2 separate regions of the Mus musculus genome follow, and region 2 is linked to region 1. Evidence: chromatin contacts called from public Hi-C data. All regions are on one chromosome and are shown on one strand. Each heading gives the region's core, a stretch centred on a gene start, on an enhancer-like site or on the middle of the called end of the contact. The rest is flanking DNA. Distances are from core to core; before and after follow the strand shown. Region 1 holds the start of BC106179 (cDNA sequence BC106179). Region 2 overlaps St6gal1 (beta galactoside alpha 2,6 sialyltransferase 1).

What was found. Hi-C and Micro-C count contacts between places; a contact is called where the count stands out from the background.
Region 2: a Hi-C map of the N1E-115 cell line shows a contact between it and region 1, with 5 times the contacts expected there. The contact joins the enhancer-like site here to the promoter of BC106179 in region 1. A contact is called at or near these places in 3 of 39 promoter capture datasets (HPC-7-derived erythroid cells, embryonic stem cells and macrophages), 34 of 484 Hi-C or Micro-C datasets (CD4 T cells, CD8 T cells, LSK cells and 25 more), 12 of 115 datasets of contacts at active chromatin or transcription factors (bone marrow-derived dendritic cells, cardiomyocytes, embryonic fibroblasts and 7 more) and 2 of 9 other capture datasets (adipose tissue and liver).

What each region holds. Positions count from the first base shown.
Region 1 is chr16:23,222,949-23,228,347 of GRCm38.p6, reverse strand. BC106179 (cDNA sequence BC106179) reads left to right here and starts at 2,864. Exons shown (of 3, transcript NR_152126.1): 1 at 2,864-2,880; 2 at 3,904-4,563; 3 at 4,853-5,399. It overlaps St6gal1 (beta galactoside alpha 2,6 sialyltransferase 1), which reads right to left and starts at 3,608. Exons shown (of 8, transcript NM_145933.4): 1 at 3,119-3,608.
Region 2 is chr16:23,255,580-23,260,978 of GRCm38.p6, reverse strand. St6gal1 (beta galactoside alpha 2,6 sialyltransferase 1) reads right to left here. Exons shown (of 8, transcript NM_145933.4): 2 at 3,878-4,020. Among named protein-coding and RNA genes, the nearest start is that of BC106179, 33 kb to the right of the region's middle. Within about 2 kb of position 2,213, at least 47 of the 459 cell types and tissues checked have an H3K27ac peak or open chromatin away from gene starts, as enhancers often do. A contact at or near this core is called in the N1E-115 cell line, epiblast stem cells, regulatory T cells and 1 more, where this site is marked.

The sequences.
Region 1 (5,399 bases), core at 1,615-4,114:
CGAGCAGCATCTACTTCCTAGGAGAGCCAGGGCACGGACTGGCAGGTTCATTGGGCAAAAAAAAAAAAAAAAGAAAAGAAAAAAAAATAGGACCCCAGAGGTTAACTACAATGACTAGCTGAGTGGAGTCTCTGTGGTCTTACTGTCCTTTGCTTTGCAAATATTTGCAAAGCATCTTCCCAGGGCAAGAGGGAAATGAAGCACTTGGCAAACCAAGGAAAAGCGATTCTCATCCTAAATGCAGTACTCCACACCGTACCTGCCCTCGGCACCCACTCCTCTGCTTGAAAGCCAAGCCTGTTTACATCCTCTAGGATGCAAGGGTGTTGTTATAGCAACCTAACTTTGACTTTACTCTGGGGTACCGACAACTTGTTTGATGCAACACCTTCCCTTTGACGCAAAAAGGGGACACTAAAAGCAGGTGGACTGTGTGTTTCTGTGTGTTTGGAGCAGGTCATTTCTCTTCTCAGGTCCTTCATTTTCCTACGTTTAAAAAAAAAAAAAAGGAGCCTCAACTTCATTACCATCCTGAGGAGACAACCTCACCTGGCTGGGAATAGAAACTCCAGAAAGTAATCCCTGTCTGCCGAGATTGGTCTTCAGATAAGAATTACAGCACTTCGGAGACTGGAATTCTGCAGGTCCAGAGGCTAATTACTTTATCTAGGGCTAAGTTCTAGTCCTCCAAAACAGGGGTTTCCTGGACCATCCCCCACCTCCATCTCACTCCATCACTCCAATCCATCCTTGGCCTGCCCCTGCCCTTACCCCCACCCCGCCCCCCACCTTACCCCCCCCCCCACACACACACACTCCCTGTGTTGAAACTAGCATCTTTTGGCAACATATAAAAAGCCTTTTAGAATCTATTAATTTTGCAGGAAACTAACTTCTACCAGTCTAAAAGCCAAGAATCCCACCAGATAGAATTTTGATGTTATAGAAAAGCTTCCCAAATTCCTAGGTACCTGCCTCTCTGATGTACCTGCCAATGTATTTTAAACTTTCCTGAATTCACAACTTTCTCCGCCCAGTAAAACTAAACACTCCAAGAAGCTGCTTCCACATTGCAACATAGAATTTGAGATCATCTAAATCTGTGTTCCCAGGCCAGGGTCACCCGAAGTGGCTCCAGAATAAATTCTCTCCTATTCCTGTAAATTGAGAGCTGTGATTTTTTTTTTTTTTAACGTTGCCATTACAAAGCTAAACAGCCTGGAAATGAAGGGGAAAGTAAACACGACTAGGAGGAAGGAAACACACCTAGGCGGAGCGAAGATGGAGAGAAAAGCCTCCAAGCACAAACTAGCTAGCTTTAGAGAAACTAATCTCACTGTCCTCTGCCTGCTTCTCTGCTAAACACAAAAGGCACAGTCACTTCCACGGGAATCATACATAATAGATAAATTAATTAAATAAAATCAATGAAAAGAATGCTTCGTTCTGTACTGAGGGGCTCAGAAGCAGCTGACTACAAGAGACACTCTCCTCCCAGCGGGGCTGATGTCAACAGCCCCAGCTTCTGCCCGAACAAAGGCTTCTTAGCGCCCGCAAAACATCTAAGCCTCTCCAGTTGGCCCTAGTTCAATTTGAGAACAAGAGGGCAGCCAGGAGAGCAGAGCAAAGTTATGAAGCGGGACAGGCTGAGAAGTGGGGGAAATGCTAAGTCCCTCTTCTCCACTAAAACAGAGAACTCTAGAAAGGTATAATGGAAGGGCGCAGTTTCCAATTTGAATTATTTTCTTTGTTTCACTCCGCCCTGCCTGAGGCTACTGCCTTTTAAGCCGACCGCAGAATCCTCTGGATGAAGGCCGAGCAGTTGGAAGACCCAAGGGGCTGAACTCTCAGACCTCAGCTTCCTGCCTGTAAAATTAAAAAGGTTCCCTAGCTGTCGCCTGGATTTTTTCAATAACAAAGGTACACGGTTGAAGGCTGTCCAGTTGTCTTCAGAGACAGGTTAGTCTCCACAGGGACTACTCGAGGTGCAGCATCAGATTGGTAAAATGCTGTCACTCCTGCACAGGTCGCCTAGGATCCGTTCACCGCCCCCTTCCTGTCCTCAACTTTTCCTCAGAGCTGACAAGCCCAGACCTCAATACGCTAAAAATCCGGCTGCGTGAGCAGAGTGAAAGTTAAGGGGAAAGCACAGCAAACAGTGGACCTACCTCTGCGAGCCTCCGATACGTCCCCGTCTAGACGAGGGGCCCCCGTTGGCCTTGTGTGGCCAGGGCCAGTGACACCTGAAATGTCTAGCCACAGGGAGCTCCCAGGCGAAGAGCAAGCAAAACCCAAGACCTCACTGGTGGATTTTGTTAAAATGAACTATTCTTTCAGCAAGCTAGGGAGGCGCTCGAGATTCCCCAACAGGGGCAGTCGCCAGTGCACGGGGACAATGGTGTGTCGGGCAGGGTCTATTTTAGAAGGGTACCCTACAGATCCTTAGTTCAGCCCACGACTCTTAAGAAAATCTCGAAGAAGAGATGAGGGCTTGTAGGTTTCACCTCCAAACCCGTGCCAATGGGTGAAGCATACGTGTGGGTGGGGTGGGGGCTTTTTGTCGGCTCTTTCTTGTTTGTATTTTCTTTTTCCTTTAAAAATCAACAGGTTTAGTCCGTCCCTTCACAGAGCACCGCTGCGAAAGGTCCCCACCTCTCCAGCAGTAGTAGGTGGCCTCCAAGCGCCGCACCCGTTGGTTTGGCTGGAACAATAACCTGACCAAAAGAGGTTCAGCCGGGGCACACGTGCGTTTGTTGTGGTGCCTGCGCTCCCCCTCTCCTTCCACCGGGCTTGTTTTCCTGCTCTGTTACCAAAGTGGGCAAGATCTAAAGAGACCCTCACTCCGCGAGTCAACGCCTTACACAATACAGACGCTGCAGTGTAGGTTCCTGCGTCCCCGCACACGTGGGTTTGTTATGGGTGCGCAGGCTGGCGTGCCGGGGGGTGGGGGTGGGGGTGGGGGATTAGGGAGGGGAGGCCAAGGCGGTCCCTCCCCTGGACCCGCGACAGACATCCCCAGCCCGGGGCGGCGGCTCCTACTCCCGCAGCTAGGGCTGCCTCTCAGCGCACCCCTGCACTCCTTCTTCAGACCCGTGCCGCCCGCCTCGCCCCTACTCACTTGCAGCTCTCTCAATCGGGAAGGCGGCTGCGGTCGCTGAGCCCACCGAGCGCTCGCACGGCGCGCAGTCCGATTCCCTTTGTTAGGGTCGGGCAGTGCCAGGGCGGCTCCCCAACCCAGGCTGGCGCTCAACTCCACTCCCCCAGGTGCCTCTGGATCTTGCCGGGCCGAGGGAGAAGAGCCCGGGACTCAAGCTCCGAGTGAGTCCCCTTGAGAACGGATCTTCTGGGAAGCAGAGAGGGAGCACAGATGAGGGTACAGAGGACCGGGAAGGAGGGAAGAAAAGCACGGCAGACCGGCGGGAGGACGCTTGGTCTCCGTTATGCAAATAGAGTCGTTAAAACTAGAAAAGTGCTCTATCACACCGGTCCCAAACCATCCTGGCCCTCTGGAGGTCGCTAGCGAGCAGGCTCAAGGTTAAAGGTGCCTGCTTAGGGCTCCCCGTAATGCAGGGAATCTTGCAGTCTGTCCACAAAGAGCAAGCCTTTGGGGCGGAGCAATGCGGCAGGCAAGGAAGCCCAAATGCTGCCTCCACCCCCACCCCCTGCGTGTCCCGATGGATTGGATTCAGTGTTATCTGGCGAAAACGTTCTTACCAGAGTGCTTGTCCTGGCTCTGCACAGGGTGATCCTGATCAAACAAGTCATTTAACCCCTGTGAAAACTCAAATTTTTATGTAGGACACATACATCTTAGACTGTAGTATTTAGAGTTTAACAAAAATCCCCCAACATTAAGTGTATCCTGTACACAGCCTTGTCAAACTTTTTTTTTTTTTTTTTTAGATGTTCTGGAGTCCTGCGACCTGGAACTCTCACAGTAGGTACGCAGGCAGGCAGGACCCGGTTACAAAGGTAAAGACAGCCGGGCACCTTCCTTCCACTGGGCTTAGGATACGGCTGCTGGAGAAGTCAGGAGGAAACATCTTGTTGAAGAAGCAGTCTGGCAGTCTGACCATCTCTGATTACCCACAGACCACTTCCGAAAGACTGAAAACTTTCCTCTGTAAGAGAACTGGAAGCCACCATCTGGCCGCTCCTTCGGTCCTTTCTATCCTAGAGAAGAGATTTGACTACTCTGAGGCAGTAATCACATCCCAAATATCCACCTCTGAGCTGGGAGAGGAATCAAATAGAGCTCCAAGAACGCAGAAAATTGCTGGTCTGGGTTTTCTGTGTAGCAAAATAGCCTCTACAGTAAGATTGCTGGAGCCAGGACCAGAGCGTTCTCTTCAAGTCCAGATAGCCGCTTCCCACCACCAACCTGGGAAAGAAAAGATTGCCGCCTCCTCCCCAGCACCTGTCTTTCAGATTGTCTTCCTCCATCCTTTGATTCTGAGCCCCTAGCTGCTCACCCTCCCCCAGCTGCTCTGGAGCCAGAGACCCAAATCAGAAAGTGCCAGACAGTGAATTCAGTTCTGTGGCCAAGAAGCTATTTGTTCTTGGGTGAGTTCCACAGTCTTTCTGGGCCATTCTTTCCTCTTCTGCAACATGGAGAGCTAGAAGACAGCACTAAGGATCATGTTTACACGAAATGATTTATGTGGAGCAAGTAACGTAGAGTCTAGCCTACTGAGCATGCTCATAATAGTGCACTCTGCTGTGAGCCAATGAAAGCAGACCCCGGGTGACTGTTTCTGAAAGGGTGCTAACTGAAAGTCGAAGATTTTGTTCTACATTAAGAGGCCATTAAACGATTTTAATGCATGGCTCACAGTGCATCCTTGTGCTTTAGGTAGATTCTTCGGTCGCGGTTCTTGAAGATGGAAACAGGAGCGAGGACTTTAAGTGAGAATCTCAGACTGACTTGGGAGCTGACAGACAGTGGAGATCGCTTAAGCACCTGAACTGTGACGCTGACACAGGAAATGAAGAAAAGGCATCTAGACAAGAATCACCAAAGACACAGTGCTGGTTTCAGTGTTATACACAGTAAGGTGTTAAACCCACTTGTGGATGAGGAAATTAAGTCACCCAGGCCCTTGAGAAATCTCAGTATCCCTCACGTTCATTGAAAGCCTCAATCCTTTCTTTCAACCTCCCTCTTGTTTCCACTCAATTTAAGAACTAAGAACCATACAATAGGAAAGAGACTCTTTTAAAATGGGATACAGCATCTACTCTTAAGTTCTATTTTCTAGAACTCTAACCAGTCAATGGGGGGGAAAGGGAAGGGGTTCACTCTGGGTTTTGAACTTGCCACATTGATAATACCCACACACTGTGGCAAACCTAAAAAGAAGCCCTGGGGGGGGGGGGGGTCTAGAACAGATAAATAGACA
Region 2 (5,399 bases), core at 964-3,463, 33 kb before region 1:
AAATAAATCGAAGTCTTCTTGCCTGGGATATTTTCTGAACAGGACTCTAATAGCCCAAGAAATAAACCTGAGGGTTGAAATGAAACCAAGAAGCTTCCATAAAACAAAGAACAATCGCTGGAGTGAATGGACAGCCTGCAGAATGGGAAGAAGTCTTGGCCAAGTATATATACCTCAGGCAACAAATGTTGTGTCAATGAATGTGCCAGTGAACTGAACAGGCAGCATATATATTCTAAAATGTTCAGCATCCTTAGCCATCAGGGCAATGCAAATTAAAAGCTAGTTTGAAATTCCATCTCATCCAAGTCAAGAAAACAAACAACAAGTTCTGGTGAAGATGTAGGGGAAATGAACCATAATTGTCCACAGATGAGTGTGCAAACTAGGATAGCCATTGCTGAACCCATATGAAGGTTTCTCAGCTAAGTGACATAGAATTACCGTGTGAGTCAGCTACACCCGAAAGGGTCGGCCAACACACCAGAGAAATGCCTTACGTATCTATGTTTATAGCAGCACCCTTCACAATACCAAAGAGAGGGAACCAGCAAGATGCCCATCAACTGAGGAAAAGATAAAGAAAAGGAGGTCCATCTACACGATAGAATTCCATACAGCCATTTAAAAAAAATCATTAAAATAGATAGAACTGGAAATCGTTGTGGTGAGCTAAATAGCCAGATTCGAAAAGACAAATAGCCTTATGTTTTCTCTCGTACATAGACCGGTCCTCCAATCACAGAGGAAAACAAAACCTGCATCAATTGTCCTTTGTAAAGAAATCTGAGCCAGCATTTGGGAGGTAGAGAGAGGTGAATTTCTGAGTTCGAGGCCAGCCTGGTCTACAGAGTGAGTTCCAGGACAGCCAGGACTACACAGAGAAACCCTGTCTCAAAAACATAAAAGAAAAAGAAAAAGAAAAAGAAAAGAAGAGAAGAGAAGAGAAGAGAAGAGAAGAGAAGAGAAGAGAAGAGAAGAGAAGAGAAGAGAAGAGAAGAGAAGAGAAGAGAAGTCTGAGAGCTCGGGAGAGGCAAACCCTATTTCTAGTCAGCAGGAAGGGTTGGGAGGTTACAGTGGGCCCATCTCCTGGGGCATTGCATGGACACACTGCAGGAAGCACAGTCTCCCAGATCTAATGTTCTCTCCCAGTACAAAGAAGAGCCCCCTGGGAGATCTGCAAACTCCAGGGCCCTGGTTCACAAGCATTCCGAAGTAGAGTGATACTCCCTTGGGGGAGGAAATGCTTGCAGGCACTGGCCTGGGAACCCCTGCCTTGATGACCACTTGCTGTGAGGGACACTTGGCAGCTCTGAGAGCTTTTCTATAACCATGTCTCCTTATCTGAGACATGGGTGGGTGCAGACACAGCGCCAGAGGGTGCAGAGGTAAGAAGAGGGCACACAGATAGAGCAGAGAGCATGGCTGCTCAATCCTTTCCTAACTCACAAAGATTCCTCCGTCCTTAGAATAAAACCTTCTCCACCTGCAGCAGCGTCAAGAAGGAAAACCAACTCCCTGGAGGAAAGAGGCTTAAGTCCGAGAAAACTAGAAGCTGTTTCTGAAAGGTGCTGGGGCTTTGGCAACCTTCCAGAGGCAGAGCTAATAACTGGAGATCACGGACATGTTCCAGTGCTGGTCACATACAAGAGCTCAGGGGTCAGGCAGCCTCAGGGCCCAGGCCCTTCCCCCATTCCAGCGTCTTCCTCCAGAACCTCCCATGGCTTCACTTCAAGGGCTGACACCCAGCTGCTAGGCAGTCTGGATCCCTGACTGCTCTGGGCTTTCCTACCTTTCTAATTTCCTGAACCACAAAGGGAAAGTGGCATGTCACCAATGTCTCACCCTGTCTGTCCCTAAGCCCCTTTTTTTAAGGGACATGCGAGCAAGAGGTATAACCAGAAGACTGAGAAAGGAGGAGAGGGCAGAGGCCAGGACTCCATTATGCTAATTTAATTAGTTCTAATCTGCTGGCAGCAGGGCCTTGAAGAGAGAAAAGAGGCTTTTGTTGAAACTTGTTTGGTAGGAAGTCACCCTCCCCCTCCCTCAGAGATTATGAGTGAGCCCTGACTGGGGTCCTGGAGTTGTCAAGTCTCCTTTTCACACTTCTCTGACCAGCCTCTCAACTTTTCCAGAAGGAAAATGCACCCCAGATGTTGGTCAGTAAATGGAGGGTTTTCTTCTGCTGTTATGAAAGGGTATCAATAATTCATAACCTCACACACACAACACACATACCGAGATGTCAGTCAGAGAGAGAAATGCAGCCCGTTTCTCTCCATTAATAAACCAAGGTTTTCTGGTGGCCTAATTCCCTCCCTGCAGCAGACAAGAAGCCTCACAGTATCAGACATTGCCATTATGTAGCCGGACCCTGACAGCTACCCATGAGACCAGACCGCACTCGGCTTGTGTTTACTGAGCACCGAGTCTCCACAGGGGAAGAACGTTAAACCCACTGGTACAGCCTTGCCTGGCAGGAGCAGGACCCCAAACCTGATCCCCAGCACCACCAAAAGAAACTCTTCCAGAAAGAGCTTTGTAGCTCCTCCAGTTTCAACAGCAACACATCACTCTCCCACAACGGTCCATTCTAAGCTGCAAACTGGTTTGGATTATTTTTGTCTTGTATTTGGGGGGTTTGGGGAGGGGTGATAGTGTATTGTTTCTAACTATTTCTAACAACCAGTTTGTAAAATCTCAAAGTTTGAGAATGAGACATGGAAGGCTTCTGTGACAACCTCTCCACCCCCCCTCCTCCGCCCCCCCCCCCAAGCCGTCCGAAAAACAAAAGAAACAGTCTAGACAGGAAGCCATTGAAGAGAACTCTTATGTGATAAGGATGCTAAAGTGTAGCTCTTCACAATTGGCTTCTGGCTGAGTGCTAGTAGGGAAGGACTCAGTTTTCTTTAAGGGGCTGGCCTCTGGGAGTTTGACCATGCTCCAGTGAGTATAGGGGTAACACAGCCAAATTCTGTATTTCTCCTCCTCCTCTTCCTCCTTTTTCTCCTCCTCTTTCTCCTTGTTCTTCTTCTTCTCCTCCTTCTCCTCCTCCTCTTCCTCCTCCTTCTTTTCCTTCTCTTTCCCCTCTTCCTCCTTCTTCTTCCTCTTCTTCCTCCTCTTCCTCTCCTTCCTCCTCCTCTTCTCCTTCTTTTTTCTTTTGGGGGAAGTCACAAAGGTAGGGGGACCTAAGAGGACTATGAAGTGAATGTGTTTGGGGTTTGTGAAATTGCCCCCAGGAAAACAATAAAAATATTATGTTGGAAAAAAATTCCTGGATGCTTAGAAGCAGCTCGGGAGAGTTTCTAGGTGAGAGGGGAGCTCTCCTGGCCCCTCATGGAATCATCCCTCCACTTCCATGTAGAAGGGACCAGCATCCTGCAGTAGTTATTCTAAGAGGGAGCCTAACAAAGCACCGTTTTTAGACCCTGCTTTATTTTCTTCCAAATTGCTAAGAGTACTTAGCTAGATTTATTAAAATCACATTTGATAAACCTACTGGAAAGCTTTGCCATAACCTCCCTGCATAATGTCTGTTATCTGTACTTCCTGGGTTAGGAAGTGCATGTCGAGGAGGCAGGGATGCACACAGTTGTGTTTCCTGGGGGGGCTCACTTTCCTGTGCAGAACAGCACAAAAGCATCCATCCAAGTCCGCTATAGTCTTACCTTCAGGATAACTTCACTCTCTTTAGGGTTCAAATCTCCTTAGCAATGGAGAAAGTGGAAGTTCCTGTGCTAACAAATCAAAGCCTTTGGCCTCCACTGACCTTGCCTCTGTGTAGCTGAGATGGGAGCAGATGGCTGGAACTGAAAACAACTCCCTCCTCCCGGAGCCTTAAGAGAACTGCCATCATCTTTTCCCAAAGGGCTCTTACCTCAGCATCCGGCTGGAAAGTGGGTACCAGGTATTTGGGGAAGGCTCAAGGGGGCCAGTTCATTTCAGTTGACTTCCGGGGCACTGATAACTTCTCTCTCGGGCGCTGGCTGTGGAGCTTGGCACAGCTGGCTCTACCCCTGCCTGCAGAGGAAAGAGAGAGTGCAAGCTGAAGCCAGAGCATGGGGTAAATACCATGTGGGAGTGAGCACCCTCCCCACACACACCTGTGCTCCCTCTCCCTCTGCCCTGCCCCAGCAGCTCCCACCTCACAGTCCCTTGCAGAGCATACTCCTCCCCGGGAAGAAGCCAGCCTCCTCCCAAATGGCTTAAGCTGGCCATCTGTTCACCCCTGTCCACTTGCTTGTGCCCAGTCTGAGTAACAAACTGAGTAAAGCAAACTTTACTAGAGCCGCGGAATCCTGATGCTACTCAACATTAGCATGAAGAAAGGCGAGGTGAGAGACACATCCTCAGATCCAGCCCAAGTCCAGCATCCAGACAAAGCTCTGTTGCTCTCATGAAACGTGCTCAGTCTCCCACCAGAGTAACTGTCTCTGCCGTTAGACGTGTGAATGCACGTTCTCATTCATTCTGGAAGCATTTCGGACTGGGTCTGAATTTTTAATCCATAGGCTACGTCTGAGAAGATAGAGTGAATTTTTAATGTAACTGCATTTGACCTTGCGCCAAAGAGATTTAGGTTCCACTTAGACATTTTAAAAAAACACAAAATGTAGCCGGGTGGTGGTGGCGCACGCCTTTAATCCCAGCACTCGGGAGGCAGAGGCAGGCGGATTTCTGAGTTCGAGGCCAGCCTGGTCTACAACATGAGTTCCAGGACAGCCAGGGCTACACAGAGAAACCCTGTCTGGAAAAATCAAAACCAACCAAACAAACAAAAAAACTACACATGATAGGAATACACTTTCTGTTAGCATTTCCTCTAGACTCTGCCTAACAGTTACCCAGGTACAGGCCTGACTCATGTATAAAAGCTCTGTGTGTGTGTGTGTGTCTGTCTCTGTCACTCTGTCTGTCTGTCTGTCTCTCTCTCTCTCTCTTCTCTCTCTCTCTCTCTCTCTCTCTCTCTCTCTCTCTCTGTCTATCTGTTTCTCTCTGTCTCTGTCTCTCTCTATCATTTTTCCTCTCCGCAAATGTCCCAGGCTGTCCTCTTCCCTTCCTTCTCTCTCTCTCTCTTTCTGTCCTCCTCTGTCCCCTTTCTTTCTCTGGCTCTACTCCCTTCCCACACCCCCTTCCCATGTCCCAAGTAAACTTCCTTTTATACTAGACCTGTCTTATGGCTGATACCTCAGGGAAACGCCTCAGCACAGACCCTGCTAAGACACCCCTCCCTTCATATCATACCTCATTTTATAAAACATATGGCTTTCTGATTCTTGTTTTATCTTTGTCAGTCACTTTTTTTAATAAAGATGGTAATGGGTGAGGTGTGGTTTAATTTGAGTCCTCACAGTGTTCTGCGGTGCCATTTAATGGCTACATACTATGTATGTGTCCCT